Regions from separate parts of the Mus musculus genome. Here all the other regions are linked to region 2. Evidence: chromatin contacts called from public HiCAR-type and promoter capture Hi-C data. All regions are on one chromosome and are shown on one strand. Each heading gives the region's core, a stretch centred on a gene start, on an enhancer-like site or on the middle of the called end of the contact. The rest is flanking DNA. Distances are from core to core; before and after follow the strand shown. Region 1 holds the start of Zrsr1 (zinc finger (CCCH type), RNA binding motif and serine/arginine rich 1). Region 2 holds the start of Aftph (aftiphilin). Region 3 holds the start of Xpo1 (exportin 1). Region 4 holds the start of Cct4 (chaperonin containing Tcp1, subunit 4 (delta)). Region 5 holds the start of B3gnt2 (UDP-GlcNAc:betaGal beta-1,3-N-acetylglucosaminyltransferase 2).

The links. HiCAR-type assays count read pairs that join an accessible place to other places. Capture Hi-C pulls out chosen DNA fragments and counts their contacts.
Region 1: a HiCAR-type map of astrocytes shows a contact between it and region 2, with 4 times the contacts expected there. The contact joins the promoter of Zrsr1 here to the promoter of Aftph in region 2. A contact is called at or near these places in 3 of 39 promoter capture datasets (cranial neural crest, liver and pre-B cells), 1 of 484 Hi-C or Micro-C datasets (CD4 T cells) and 1 of 115 datasets of contacts at active chromatin or transcription factors (astrocytes).
Region 3: a HiCAR-type map of astrocytes shows a contact between it and region 2, with 5 times the contacts expected there. The contact joins the promoter of Xpo1 here to the promoter of Aftph in region 2. A contact is called at or near these places in 1 of 115 datasets of contacts at active chromatin or transcription factors (astrocytes) and 1 of 9 other capture datasets (liver).
Region 4: a HiCAR-type map of astrocytes shows a contact between it and region 2, with 5 times the contacts expected there. The contact joins the promoter of Cct4 here to the promoter of Aftph in region 2. A contact is called at or near these places in 5 of 39 promoter capture datasets (hippocampal neurons, liver, pre-B cells and 1 more), 1 of 484 Hi-C or Micro-C datasets (CD4 T cells), 2 of 115 datasets of contacts at active chromatin or transcription factors (astrocytes and embryonic forebrain) and 1 of 9 other capture datasets (liver).
Region 5: a promoter capture Hi-C map of adipose tissue shows a contact between it and region 2, with 3 times the contacts expected there. The contact joins the promoter of B3gnt2 here to the promoter of Aftph in region 2.

What each region holds. Positions count from the first base shown.
Region 1 is chr11:22,970,706-22,973,405 of GRCm38.p6, reverse strand. It overlaps Zrsr1 (zinc finger (CCCH type), RNA binding motif and serine/arginine rich 1), which reads right to left and starts at 1,401. Exons shown (of 1, transcript NM_011663.3): 1 at 1-1,401. The coding sequence starts at 178. All of the region lies in intron 1 of Commd1 (COMM domain containing 1), which reads left to right.
Region 2 is chr11:20,740,199-20,742,898 of GRCm38.p6, reverse strand. It overlaps Aftph (aftiphilin), which reads left to right and starts at 1,343. Exons shown (of 10, transcript NM_001290545.1): 1 at 1,343-1,593. It overlaps Gm46272 (predicted gene, 46272), which reads right to left and starts at 2,267. Exons shown (of 1, transcript NR_168691.1): 1 at 1-2,267.
Region 3 is chr11:23,254,744-23,257,443 of GRCm38.p6, reverse strand. Xpo1 (exportin 1) reads right to left here and starts at 1,403. Exons shown (of 26, transcript NM_001035226.1): 1 at 1,284-1,403; 2 at 727-800.
Region 4 is chr11:22,989,260-22,991,959 of GRCm38.p6, reverse strand. Cct4 (chaperonin containing Tcp1, subunit 4 (delta)) reads right to left here and starts at 1,367. Exons shown (of 14, transcript NM_009837.1): 1 at 1,080-1,367. The coding sequence starts at 1,206.
Region 5 is chr11:22,858,385-22,861,084 of GRCm38.p6, reverse strand. B3gnt2 (UDP-GlcNAc:betaGal beta-1,3-N-acetylglucosaminyltransferase 2) reads left to right here and starts at 1,350. Exons shown (of 2, transcript NM_016888.5): 1 at 1,350-1,591.

The sequences.
Region 1 (2,700 bases), core at 152-2,651, 2.2 Mb before region 2:
GTAATCGCTCTGCAAGTTCTTCGTTAGCAGAAACATCATCGTCCTCCTCTGGTGGGGCTTCCAGAGCTCTCAGCCGAGCCATTTTCTGCCGACGTTTCTTGCGTTTCTCCTTCTTCATTGCCGCCTTGTATTGTTTTCGGCTGAGTTTCTCAGGAATCGCGGTCTGCCGTGATGCCATTTTACCGCAGAGCGGGGGGGGGGGGGGGGGGGGGGGGGGGGGGGGGGGGGGCTCTTCCCGGATCTCGCGATAATCTCTTTTTCTCACGCTGTGGATTGAAAATGTCGCCCGCTGCTAAGTTGTTCTGCTGTTTAATGTTCGTTACCTTCCTGGACAGCAACTTCAGGGTGGCACCATTCAGCCCAGTTGACTTTCCTTTCCACCAGCCTAGAAAGCTTGAACCAGCTGAGTCACCGGCGTGTTTGCGCAATGCAGCAACCAGTAGTTGAATGTGCGCATGCGCAGTCGAAGGCCAGTGTTTGCGTTGGAATGTGGGCTGTACCGCCTACCTGCGCAGTCACTCGGTTATCCGCAGTACGTAGGCCTGCCTGCGCAGTTATCCGGTTATCCGTGGTACTGCCAGCCTGCGCAATTACCCGGTTATCCAGTTACCCGTGATAAAGCCTATCCGTGCAGTTACCCGGTTGTCCGGTTATCCGTGGCACAGCCTGCCTGCGCAGTGACCCGATTATCCAGTTATCCCACGCAGTTACCCACTTATCCGTGGTAGGCCTGCGCAGTTACCCAGTTTTCGGAGGTACGGATGGTCTGCGCAGTTACCCGATTATCCAGTTATCCGCAGTACGGCCTGCCTGGGCAGTCACCCGGTTATCCGTTTATCCGCAGTACATAGGCCTGCCCATGCAGTTACCCGGCCGGGCCGGTATGGCCGGCTTGCGCAGTTATCCGTCTATCCAGTTATCCGTGGTATGGCCTGCCTGCGCAGTTACCCAATTATCTGTGGGGCGGCCGCAGTTACCAATTATCCGCGATTATCCGTGGTACAGCCAGCCTGCGCAGTTACCTGGCTATCCGCAGTACGGCCTGCCTGCGCAGTTACCCAGGTATCCGTGGTTATCTGTGGTACGGCCAGCCTATGCAGTTACTGGTTATGCATGGCACAGCTGGCCTGTGCAGTTACCCGGTTATCCGCTTTAAGGCCAGCCTCCGTGGCATGGCCGGCCTGCGCAGTTACCTGGTTATCCGTAGTATGATCAGCCTACGTAGTTACCCGGTTATCCATGGTACAGCTGGAACAGTGGTTATCTGCCTTACCGACCGGCCTGCGCAGTTGCGGGTGGTTATCTGCAGTACGGTCCGCCTGCGCAGTCATCCAGGTATCTGCAGTTATCCGCAGTATGTCTGATCTGCGCAGTTACCCTGTAATCTGCAGTTACGTCTTTACTCCGGGAAAGGCAGGCCTGCGCAGTACGATTTACTGCTTTTTTTGTCTCCGCCCCCTGCAGTGGGAGTGCTCCTGCAGTAAGAATGCTCAGCCCTGAGCCGGGGCAGGCTTGTCTCACTGCAGGGCACCCCTCCATGCCGGTGCTGGCAGCTCACCTTCCCGGGCTTGTTTATGTGGGTGCTGGGAATAGAAATTAAGTTCTTATATTTGTTTGTCAAGGGCTTTACCAGGTAAACCGTTTTTCTGGCTTCAGCTCCTCACTCTTGTGGAAAGTAAGGGGTTTTGGTTTTGTTGTTGTTTTGTTTTTTAAATATTGAATGTGGGCCTGGTGTGGTGTCGCACGCCTTTAATCCCAGCACTCGGGAGGCAAAGGCAGGCGGATTTCTGAGTTCGAGGCCAGCCTGGTCTACAGTGTGAGTTCCAGGACAGCCAGGGCTACACAGAGAAACCCTGTCTCGAAAAACCAAGGGAATAAAAAATTGAATGTGTTTTGTTTTTTGCAAACACATTCCTTTCATTTGTTCTGTAATGTAGTTTTGTGGGGTATTCACCAGAGAAGACTGCTCAGACAAGTGTTTAAGCCAAGAAAAAAATCTTTTATTTTTGTTTGTTTGTTTGTTTGTTTTTTCAGAGACAAGGGTTTTACTGTGTAGCTGTGGCTGTCCTGGAACTTGCTCTGTAGACTAGACTGGCCTTGCATCATGCTATGTTTAGGTATGATCCCCATAGGCTCTTATGCTTGCACAAGCCTATAGGGGCCAGGGAGTAGAATGTGATGGTTTGTATAGGGAGTGGCACTGTTAGAAGCTGTGGCCTTGCTGGAGTAAGTGTGTCATTGGCTTTAAGACCCACATCCTAGATGCCTGGAAGCTAGTCTTCTAGCAGCTTTCAGATGAAGATGTCAGACTCTCAGCTCTTCCTGCACCATGCCTGTGTGCTACCGTGTTCCTGCCTTGATGGTAATGGACTGAACCTCTGAATCTGTAAGCCAGCCCTAGTTAAATGTTGTCCTTTATAAGACTTGCCTTGGTCATGGTGTCTATTCACAGCAGTAAAACCCTAACTAAGAAGAAAGCTCTGCCTGCCTCTGTGTCACAAGAAAGAAGGTAGATACCTGTGTATAGCAAAAGTTATATTTTATGCTGAGGGTCATCATACAAGGTTCACACTTTAAATTTCTAAATATGGTCCTAAGTCTTTATCCCCAAGGTGCTCACCTGTGTGATGTATCTTAGCTGGAGGTCAGGTCCAGTCTTACAGAAGTCTCTGATTTGAGGGTCAGGATCCTGGGGAGACT
Region 2 (2,700 bases), core at 94-2,593:
TTTTTTTTACTTTCATTCTCAGACAATAAACATGTTTTACAGTGACATACTTTTTTTTTTTAATTTGCACACGAGCTACACCAGCAGGGGGCGAAATACAAAAGGAATAAATTTGACAAGCCATATAGATTTTTCTCACTTCAGTGACTGGCCAATAACAAAAATATTCAGCATAACCACAAAGCAGCAATGCAGTCTCTGTTATCTTGCAATGACTGAATTGTGAGGAGACAAATGAGGGTCTATTTTAGTTCTTCAAGTTAATTTGTCTAGAACATTGCAGAGGCAGGATAAACCATGATGAATTGCTATTGTCCTTATCTTTTTCAACGTGTGTAATTCCTCCAGTCAAAGGGCTAGACAGTTCTCTGAGATGACGGGTGTTTTCAGTCCTTGTTCCTTTCGGTTACTGCTGAGCTTTGCGGTTTGGGAACTATTTTAAATAATTCAGCGTGGGCAGAAAGAGAACCCGGCAGGGCTCAGGGTTTGTAGGGTAGAGTCCAGGGTTCACCGTCTGAGACAGGAATAAAAATCCTGCAGCTTTGTCTGAGTTTTACAGTGGAATGGTTTCTAACAGAGTCATAATAAAGGACGGGGAGATGTTATTAAAAAAAGACCAATTGCTCAGGAACCGATGGAAACAAAAACCTCTTATGACCTCTATTGTATAGAATCGCTCAAATGCACAAGTTGATTGGAAAGATGTATGAAAATGATCATCTTCTCCAAACACCAACACAATTCTGGACTGATTTTTGTAGAAGACCATTTGTTAGTTTGCCTGCTGACTTCTCGTCTTAAGTAGGACAATCACTTCTCGTTTGTTAAATAACAGCTTCCTCTTTTGTTGGCTTACATAAAAAGGGAAGGGAATGAAAGTCTTTTATTCCGGGCAAAAAGGACAAGCTGCTGAATGTTGTCCAGCCGGTTTTTCAGCAGAGATCTGGTTCCGTATTTCCATACGTCTGCAGTTTTATTCCAAGGCGGAACTTAACCCTCTCCCCGGCTCATCGGGAAAGTACTGGGCGGAGAGAAGCTCAGGTCTGTGGCCCGGAGCGCTGCCTCAGAGGGTCGGGAGGGGAGGGAGGACGTCCCCAGCCCACACTTCAGTGAGTACGGAAAAAAGACCGTTTGCCCGCAACCAAAATGGCGAACGTCGTTCCACACGACGGCGCCTGCGCAGAAGTAAGAAGTCTGTGACACTAATTCCCCTGGAGTGTCCTCCCCCACCCCGGCACCCACCAGCGCCCGGCCCCGACCTAGCCACCTGCGCCCGGAAGTGACGTATGGACAGCAGCGGTTCCCCGCTGCATGATGGGAGAGTGTGTGGAGTGGGCGGGGGTCTCCGCGGAGGAGGAGGAGGCGGAGGCGGCGGCGGCGGCGGAAGAGGGCGGAGGGTAGTGGGATGGGGGTCCCGCGGCAGCGCTGAAACTCCGGGTGGGCGTCCATGGCGCCGCGCCGCTGACAGGGCTGGGAACAGCTCCCCTTCCGCCCTCACCAGCTCAGCGTCCGAGTAACCGGTCCTTCCCCGGGGAGCCAGTTCCTCCCCGGGCCGCCGAGCCATGCCCATCGCGGCCGCCCGGGACGAGCCAGGTGAGTGCTGCCGCCGCGCTCCCGGGGTGCGGAGGACCCGGCCCGGCTAGTCGCCCCGGCCTGGAGCGCCTGCCCGCGTCGGCCCGCGTGCGGGCCTGCGAGCTCCGGCGCGGGCTCTGCTCTTCTCCGCGGGTGCGGAACGCCGCTGGCAGCGCCCGAAGCCGAGTGGCACGGCGCTCGGCATCCCAGGCTCGGCCGAGGAGAGCCAGCCGTGCCCTCCCGGCCGCCGTGGCCCGCCCTGCCTCTCGCCGTCCACCCGCCCCGAGCTGCGCGCCGGGGTTCCCTCCCGGCCGCTGTGTAGAAGTTTGGGGCTCCGCTCCGGCGTCCTCCTGCTCCCACCTCCCTCGTGACAGGTGTAAACACTGTCTGCCTCGCGGAGGCCCGAGGCCGGCTGCTGCAGGACTGTGCCGCCTCGAAGGGTCTCTGAATGCTCCAACGGACAGAGACGGCCCAGAGCTGTGTCCCTTGCGGAGAGGACCTTTTAGGCACTCCTCAGGAAATTATCTGTGTCTTCTCCCTCCTTGCGTCCGAAAGTTGAGCCATTATTCTTTAAGCTCCCGACGTGGCAGGTGCTGCCGGGGACAGAGGGTGAACGGTGGTGGGTTCTTTTTCCCTTTGGAAACGGAGACTAGTTGTGCTTCCTACCGCCCCCACCTTGTTGGTTTATTCAAGTTATAGCGTGATGTCCCTCTGAATCTGAATCTGTTGCGGTTGAGGAAAGAACTGACTCATACATGTAAATATTAACGGGGAGGGGGCAGGGAGCGTCAAAGGAGCGTTGGTTCTGTTTCAGAGTTCTTACTAAAAGAAGTAAAACTTTACTCAAACTTCAGGGCATAAATATCTTTCACGAGGTGTTTTTTTTGCGGGGGGGGGATAGTGGTGGGGATAGGAACTTTGGAAAGGTTCAAATCAGATTTTACATTTGTTGAACTATTAGAGAAATATATACTAAACTCTAGGGGGAACTCTGCTTCAACTCTAATGCGTTGATATAAGCAGCCTAGTTTACCATATTTTATAAGTTTCTAAACGTTGGCATTTGTAGGGATCATTTTTAACACTCTCCAGAAGTGTATTTGTTAAAACAAAGTACCTATGGTAGCC
Region 3 (2,700 bases), core at 154-2,653, 2.5 Mb before region 2:
CCTCGGCGAGTATTCAGTGCATCCTCTACCACCACTTCCTCTCCTACACCGCAAACTCAAGAAACCAGAAGGAGGAGCAGGGAGGGCATCATTCACTGTCCACGGCCAGCAGTACACGGTTTCACCAAGACATATATGCCCCGGGCGAAAACAACCTACAACACGGAACCCCAACTGCAGGCCCCCGAAAAAAAGAAATTAACTCCTCTTTCCTACTTCTTGTTATACACACACTCACAAAACCAACAACAACAAAAATCACCCACAAGGCTTTCGAGTTTCTTCACATAAGAAGGGACTCGGTAGCCCCTCCCTCCCCCATCCCAAGCTCTCCACCGAGGGGGCCACGTGATGCAGGCGGACGTTTCAATGCTGCTGCACTAAATATTTCTGGAAACTTCCACTCCTAATAATTTACAGAGACGTTCCCGAAATCACCCCCGACTCTCCCCAGCCCTTTGGACTGGGGAAGCCCTTCCACCCACGCGCAGGGGCTCAGCCTCACTACCACGCTCCTCGCCTTCCTCCACCGCCACCCGCACACGAAGATGACCCAGCAAGCGCTCCCCTCCCGCGGCCGCCTCCCCACCTCCATCACCGAGCGACAGAAGCGCTTCCATTCAATCTCAGGCTCCGCCGAGGGCCCCGCGCCCGCCGCCCGCCTCGCCTCATGCCCGCCGCGCCGCCGCCGCCCGACCCTCGGCCCCGAGCACACGACCGACTTACCCAGAAATTCAACCAACTGCTTCTTCCTTCCTTGTCCGGGCTTGGGGCGAGGGAAGGTGGGGAGGAGGGAGAGGGGAGGAAATCAAGGTGGGTTTCACAGTTTTCCCACCTTAAACAAAAAAGAAATTAAAAAGCAGAGAAGGGCAAAAAAAAAAAAAAAAGCTCAGTATTTACTATTCTAGGGACAACTCCACCCAACACACACTCACGCACACACACGCGCGCACGCACACACACGCGCCCCACCAAAAAGGGGAATTAATCCGAGAAATAAATGCTCCCGCCCGGCTGGGGAGGGAAGGAAGGGGGAGGGGAGCGGGCCAGTCCGTGAGACAGAGCCCAGGACCCTCCAGCCACAGGCGGCGGCGGGAGCAGCAGCGCGAGTCCGTACGGCCGGGGCCGCTCTGCCGCCAGTTGCAGTCCGGCTCCCCCTACCACACAGGGCTCCCTCGCTCACGCCGCTCCGGCGCCGGGCCCCCCCACCCGAGCTAGCCTAAACTTTCCCCCCTTCGCGTGCTCCTCAGCGACTGGTGCCTCCCCCCTCCCCCTCGGGATGGTTGCACGACTGCTGCAGCAAAGGCTGGAACAGGCACGGCCGCCGGGGCTGTAGCTACTGTTGCTCTTGCTGATGCTGAAGCTCCCGCTGCTCCTGCCGCGGCCGCTGCAGCCGCTTCTCCCCCTCCTCCTAGTGCCTCAAACTCGGAACCGGTTGAAACCGGTTCAGACTGGGAGATTCCATCTCGGTTGAGTTTTCAGCCCATGGCGCCGCGGAGCGTTTGGAACCTGGGCCTCCGCCCCCAGGCCGCGCGCCCATTGGTCGGCCCCGGCCACAGCCGCGCCATCAGCCTACCTCTTATTGGTCGGAGCGCCCGTCAATCCCACCTCAAGGCTCCACACGAGCCTGCCGCTTAGGCCCCCGCCTCTTTCCAGCAGTGATTTGCCCGCAGAGTGGGGGAGGGGAGGCGGGGCGGGACGCAAAGGAGTGAGGGGGGGGTGGAGGAAGAGAAGGTGGGACGTCGAACAGAGCCCAGCAAAGAGGAGAGCGGAGAAGCCTCACAGAGGATTGGCTTGAGTGAGCTGTCAGTCAAGTGCAGCCCGCCTTCTACATCCCTTTCCCCTCGAGTGGCTCCCCCTCTCGGTCCCTCGCTTGTAAGCCCGGCCTTTCCGGCTCGCCCATTGGCTGGGCGCCTTTGGTGACGGAGAGGGTGGGGTTCGCCCGTGAGCAGAAGGCAGCGCGGGTTTGAGCGCCGCGCGCGTTGCTCGTCTTTCTGCTTTCCCCCCCTCCCCGTTCCCTGGCGGCCCGCCCCCTCGAGCTCCCGCCAACCTCAGGGGCCTCGTCCTGGGGCCCCAGCATCCGCCCTTAGGATGGGGTCTGTGCTCGGAAAAGGGAGGGCACACCCTGTTTCTACATGGAAATAGACGGCCGCGAAGGACCGAAAAGAACACATAGGTGCCGGATGGTAGGCCCTGGGCCTTGGATCCGTTGTAGAGGCCTGGGTTTGGGCACCGCATGGGAACGTGAATAGCACGGGCCGAGGTTGGCATAAACGGGCGTGCAGTTTGGGCGCCTGGAAACGGTTGTCTAGTTAGTTATTGGACGAGCCTCCTTAAAAATTTAACTCTCTACCGGGCAGAGGTGGCGCATGCCCTTAATCCCAGCACTTGGAAGGCAGAGACAGGGATTTCTGAGTTCGAGGCCAGCCTGGTCTACAGAGTGAGCTCGAGGACAGCCAGGGCTACACAGAGAAACCCTGTCTCGAAAAAAAACAACAACAAAAAATTAACTCTCCCCAGACTGCTTCAACAAGAAGTTATTTCTAAAAATTAGTCCTAACACATTGAAAATCCTGTTGCTAACTTAACAATGCGTATAGACAGATTTTGTGCCAACTTCTTTTAACTTGGTGCGTGCCCTTATTATGCCACGCCCCTAGGTTAACCCATGGCTCCCAAGTGCCAGGTCAGTTTTGCTGA
Region 4 (2,700 bases), core at 118-2,617, 2.2 Mb before region 2:
TCCACATAACCTGTGTTTTCACAATAATAGAAACCCTAGCTAAGATGGTTGCCTGAAGTAAACTCATTTCTTAATAGAGTGTACACTCTCTTGGTCACTCATCTGACTCTAGAATTCATCTTTCAACATCCCAATGACTCCACTACCACAAACGTAATTAATGAACTCAATAAACTTCCAGGTGTCAGGTATTCACTCCAAACTTCCAAAAGACTCTCACATGGAGCACCTGGTCAGCTTGGCGTCTCCAACTCCTTAAGGCCCATCCTGCGCACACACCTCACAGCACCAACACATTCCAGTCACCTGGACTGGTGACTGCAGTACTTGTCAGGTTTACTTCATACACTTTCACATTTAATCCTCCCAGCAACCCTGCAAATCAACTGTCACCTCACCCAACTTACAGCTGCACTGCGAAGTCAAGAGTTTCTTGGATCCTAGGACCTTCAGAAGATAAAACAACACCCCGTCCACTTCCCAAATCATGCATCTTTGTCTCCAACCCAAATAAACCCTGGCAGTATCTCTTAAGGCTTTGTTGCTTTAGACGTCAGACGCGTCAAATAGCACATACTGAGAATAAAACTCGGCCTGTCTGGTTTTCACCACGTGCTTTTACAACCCTATGTCGCCCACCTGCCAGTTTAAGGGAATTTATAGTGACTATCCGATTAGTACTACGGAGCCAAAGAACGTTCATAAGTTAAATGAACTTTTTTTGAAAATGTTGAAAAAGTAAAATGAATTTTATTTGAAAGCTCAAAATACTGTGTCGTCTACCACTAGGTTTGATAAACAGCCAAGCTTTAGTTCTTAAGAGTCAGATCTCAAGGATCATTGCTTTCAGTATTTTAAACGGCTGTCTGCGCCAATGTGACCAACACCGCCCATGCCTGCAGGAGACGAACTAAGGAGCTCGGCGTCCCACAATGGGGCGTGTCCGAGGCCTCCACGCTCCGAGTGCTTAGCAGAAAGCTGCAAACGAGACCACCTTGAAGGAACACAACCCACCCAGGGCCAAGGTCACAGCGAGGCTGGGCCGTTCCGCCGGAGGCGGGCCGGCGACCGGGTGATACCTTTGGCCGCGGAAATATTGCTGAAGCGGATCTGGGCTGGCTTGTCGCGGTCCTGGTAGGCGCTTTTCCCGCGGCTGCCGGGCCCGGCGGTGGGCGCCCCGCTTCGGGAAGCTACGTTCTCCGGCATGGCGACCTTGGTGGCGTCTGCGCGGGTTCAGGAGGACGGATGGACACGGATTCCGGCTTGCTGTGGAGTAACGGTCTCCCTGACCGCCTCCTCCACGAACCTTCCAGAAAGCGACGCCGGGAGAGAAGGCGGAAGCCGAGCAAGGGGCCTGCTGGAGAGCCGGCGCGGGTGTGACGTCAGGGGCTGTCTGCCGCACGCCGGCTGCGCAGCTTGCGCGCGGAGATGTGGCTACGGACTGTCCACCCCTCCCTGTGCCTGAGATGGAGCGGGAGGTTTTATAGGCGTGGCTGTGGCCGTTCTAGATGGACCCGAGCCTTTAGCTTCTGCTAGTGCTGTTGAGGAAGCTGTGACAGCTCTGGCTTTGTTCCGGAGTGGGTGTGGTGCAACCGGCCTTTTACGGACATCCATGTCTAAATTCCAAATTCTATTCCTAGTTTATTCACTTTGTAAAGGTGTTGGAGGAGAGATGTGCCATGAATAGTTTCCTCCCTTTTGTATATATTTTGACTGCCTAGGGATTTAAATACACTAGTTAGACGGCACAGAATCGTAATAGTTGTGGGGCGGTGACTGCCTATCAAATCCAGTCTGCCTTCTAGTTAAGACCTCTTCCATAAACATAACCACTGACTCTTAGGGAACATAAACATTCTAATAACTGATTAATAGTTATCTGCTGAGCAAAGTGTGAAATCTTTACACTCTTTACCCCCCCCACCCCACCCCCACACTAATCCTCATAATCCCATGAAATAGGTGTCATCGTCTAGACTTAAAGGATGATGAAGCTAAAGCCCAAGGTCAACCAGTAAGGCAGTGGAAGCCAGTACAGAGCCAGGACTCTGTCCTTAGGTAAACTTCCAAGGTTTCTATAATCATGATCATTGACCACCAGAGTTTATATAGGTAATACTCATTCAGTGGTAGTTCACAGTTAATAATTGAGAGCCATAAGGTGCCAGATGCCTGCGGTAGGTTAACGAACAATTGTTTCATGGACTTAGTCCTGTAATTATGAGAAGCATTTACATTCATTCACTCTATTAAGACTAAGATGAACTTTTCAAGCCTCCCCTTGGGGGACACGTCTTTTTCAAAGACCAGTTTACCCCTCCCTCGAAGCACACAAATATTCTATGGTTGTTGAGACAGCTGACTTATATGAAGAGAACAGGTACTGGTACTGTGGTGATTTGAGATGTCTCCCCTAGTTTTAGACATTCAAATACTTGGTCCCCAGTGGGTAGCTCTGATTGGAGAAGCTTAGGAGGTGTAGCCTTGCTGGAGTAAGTATATCACTGGAGGCTGAGTTTGTTTCAAAAGCTACCAGCCAGTTTGTGCTCTGCTTCCTCTTCACAATATGAGATGTGAGCTCTCCCTTCTCCATGCCTACCTGTTGTGAAGCTTCCCTGCTGTGCTTCCCAGTGATCATGAAGTCCTAGAACCATAAAACCCCTCAAAACTCTTCCCTCTATAAATTGCCTTCCTTGTGGT
Region 5 (2,700 bases), core at 101-2,600, 2.1 Mb before region 2:
GACAAACATAAGAACAGATCGGTCTGCAGATTGTCAATCTTAACATTTCCAGAACCACTGACTCAGAATTCCTTCTTGTGGATGACCGTACACACGTGGCTCTGCGCTCAACCCAAACAACTCGCACTTACTTCTTTCTGCGGCTGTAAGTAAGACTTCGTGGTCTTGGTCGAGCTGGCTGAAATTCAATCTCCAGCGCTCGAAAGTCAATGGCATCCCTTTGACTAACTCCATCTGACAGCCTTCTGAAAAAAAAAAAAAAAAAAAAAAAAAGCAAACAGGTGTAGAGTGTTAACTTCTCAGTGTGATTATCTCCAGAGGGTCGACCGAAGGCCTTAGCAATAAGAATGGAGGGGAGAGGAAGCAGCTTCCAAGCGCGTCCCAGGTTGTGGGGACCAGGCTCTAGGTTCGGTGTTGAGGGCGTGCCGACTCGGCCGGCCCACCCAGCTCTACAAACTAGAGCAACTTCTCCATCCGGTCTCCCCGGCTTTTTCCTGGGCCTCACCTTGGCACGTAGCGCTCTGGGGAGCCTGGGGAGGCGCTGGGTTGGGGGTGGGGGACCGTTCCGGGTCCCGCGTGATCCATGCTTGGGTGTGGTTGGTGCTCAGTCCAGCGGCATCACGGGGGTTCAGCGTTCAGATGTCTTGCTAAGCCCAACTTCTGAAGTCGCCGAGCGAACTCCGCACCCAGCGCCTCCCGCATCTTGCATTCTTGACTTCCTGAGACCCGAGTGGAACCACGTGGAGACCTCATCGTGTCTTTGATGGCTTCATAACCTGAAGGTCCGAAGAGGCCAGATAGGCACCACCCTCAGGCCTTGGGCATCTATCTAGGTGGCTGCCGCTACTATGTACGCTGAGAGCAAAGGTCAGGTGCACTTGGGTTTCCCTCTTCTCACCTCCCCTCGTGGATCCCGCTCACAAGCCACTCGGAGCCGTCTAGACTTAGCTACATGCCAGTGCTGGCTGGCAAATTCTCACCAAGCGCCACGCCCTGGTAGCTGAAGAGTTTACACTAGACCCTGGATCTCAGCAGGGTTTGGGACTCAAGTCTCAGCTGTTTTTCTGGGGGAGGCTACTTCCTGGCGGAGCGGGGGAGACTGTAATCTTTGGACACCGCGCGCTCCAGTGAAGCCTTAGGTTTTCTCAGTGCTACGAGGGGCGGAGAGCTCGGGAAGGGCCCGGGGGCGCAGTCCCAGCGGGACCTGGGCGCCAACTGGCGGGAGGGTTCGAGTTCGGCCTTTCCCAAACTTGGGCCACGGGGCGGGAGCGCGGCCTTCCCGGCGGTGACGCGCGCGGTGGCGCGGCGTGTGATTGGAGAATCGGGCGGGGGCGGGACCGAAGGGACGCGGCAGGGGGCGGCGGTGCCAGGAGCCGGGGCCGAGAGTAAGGCTCAGCGGCCGCCGCGGCAACAAGTGCTGGAGCTGAGGCGAGCCGGAGCCGCCCAGACCCCGCCGGGCCGCCCGTCCGCGCATTGCGCATGGAGCGAGAGCGGCGGCGGTCGCGGGGCTGAGCCGCAAGAGCGGCTGGGACGTGGATGCGGCCGCGGTCTTCCGCCCCGCCCCGCCGAGCTGGAGGTGTCCCTAGACAAGGTAGGGCCGGGTGGGTGGGCACCGGCCCTGCATCCCCGCCCCGCCGCGCTAGTTCCGGCCGGTGTGGGCGCCCCGCGCTCTCGCCGCTCTTCTGTGGCTCCTGCGTTGTCTGCGCATACGTTCCATCGGGTTCCCCTCACCGCTCCCAGTCTCACTTTCCTGGCCTCCGCACATCATTTCCCTGGCCTCCTCACCTCCCGGATATCCTCACCGGTCTCCGTTCTCCTGTCCGGCTTCCTCACCTCCTGGTCCTTCTCCCCTCCTTTACAGCCTCCTCACCTTCTCCCCAGTCTCCCGGCCTCCACCTCCTTCCTGACCTTCTCACCTGCTCGACCTCCGCTCTTCCTGCACCCACAGGGAGAGGGCAGCGACACCCTGAGCCGCGCTGTACCCCGCGCACGAGGTGCGGGCCTGGGCGGCGGGGGAGCGTCGCGGGCGGTGTTCTGCCCCGCCCGCGCACTGCGCTGGTCTAGGGTGCCGCAGGGGCAGATCAGGTGTTTGTGAGCCGCTGGCTGCCGCTTTTCACCCCCATCCGCTGGCACTGTTATCTTCGGGTCCCCAAAGACTGGTTTCTGTGAAACTTCAGGAGAACCTTTCGCGTTGACCTCTAAAAAATATTCCACGCCGCCCGCGTTGAATGATTAACTAGACTCAGGACTGCCTGGGGAGCTGGCCCTGCGACTGGCAGGTGGGCGCACCTGAGGGGCTGGGACCCTTCTGGGGACGTAACACCTAGCACCTGCTCAAATGCACTCGCCTAGGGTCCTCTGAGCTCCCGGGTCTTGTGTGGGAAGGAAGCTCTGAAGACTCCTCTCTAGTGTCATAGTGCGTGCGAGGTCATCTTGAAAAGTAATGCACACTTGGGTAACCTGGGCTGGCCCCATGTTCGCTCCTGCCCCAAATACAGGGTGGCTGGCCTTCGCTCCCCTGCCCACTGTGGTCTCCCAACTTGACTGCTTCAAACGATTAAACCTGTTCTTCTGCCCCCTCCGCTCCCCGCCAAGCCGTAGCTTTTTCCAGGTTTCGAAGCCAATGGGTGAAAATGGGCTTCGTGTTATTACAGGTTCTTCCAGGGTACTTCTTTGTGCCTCGGAAAGTGATGGGATGGT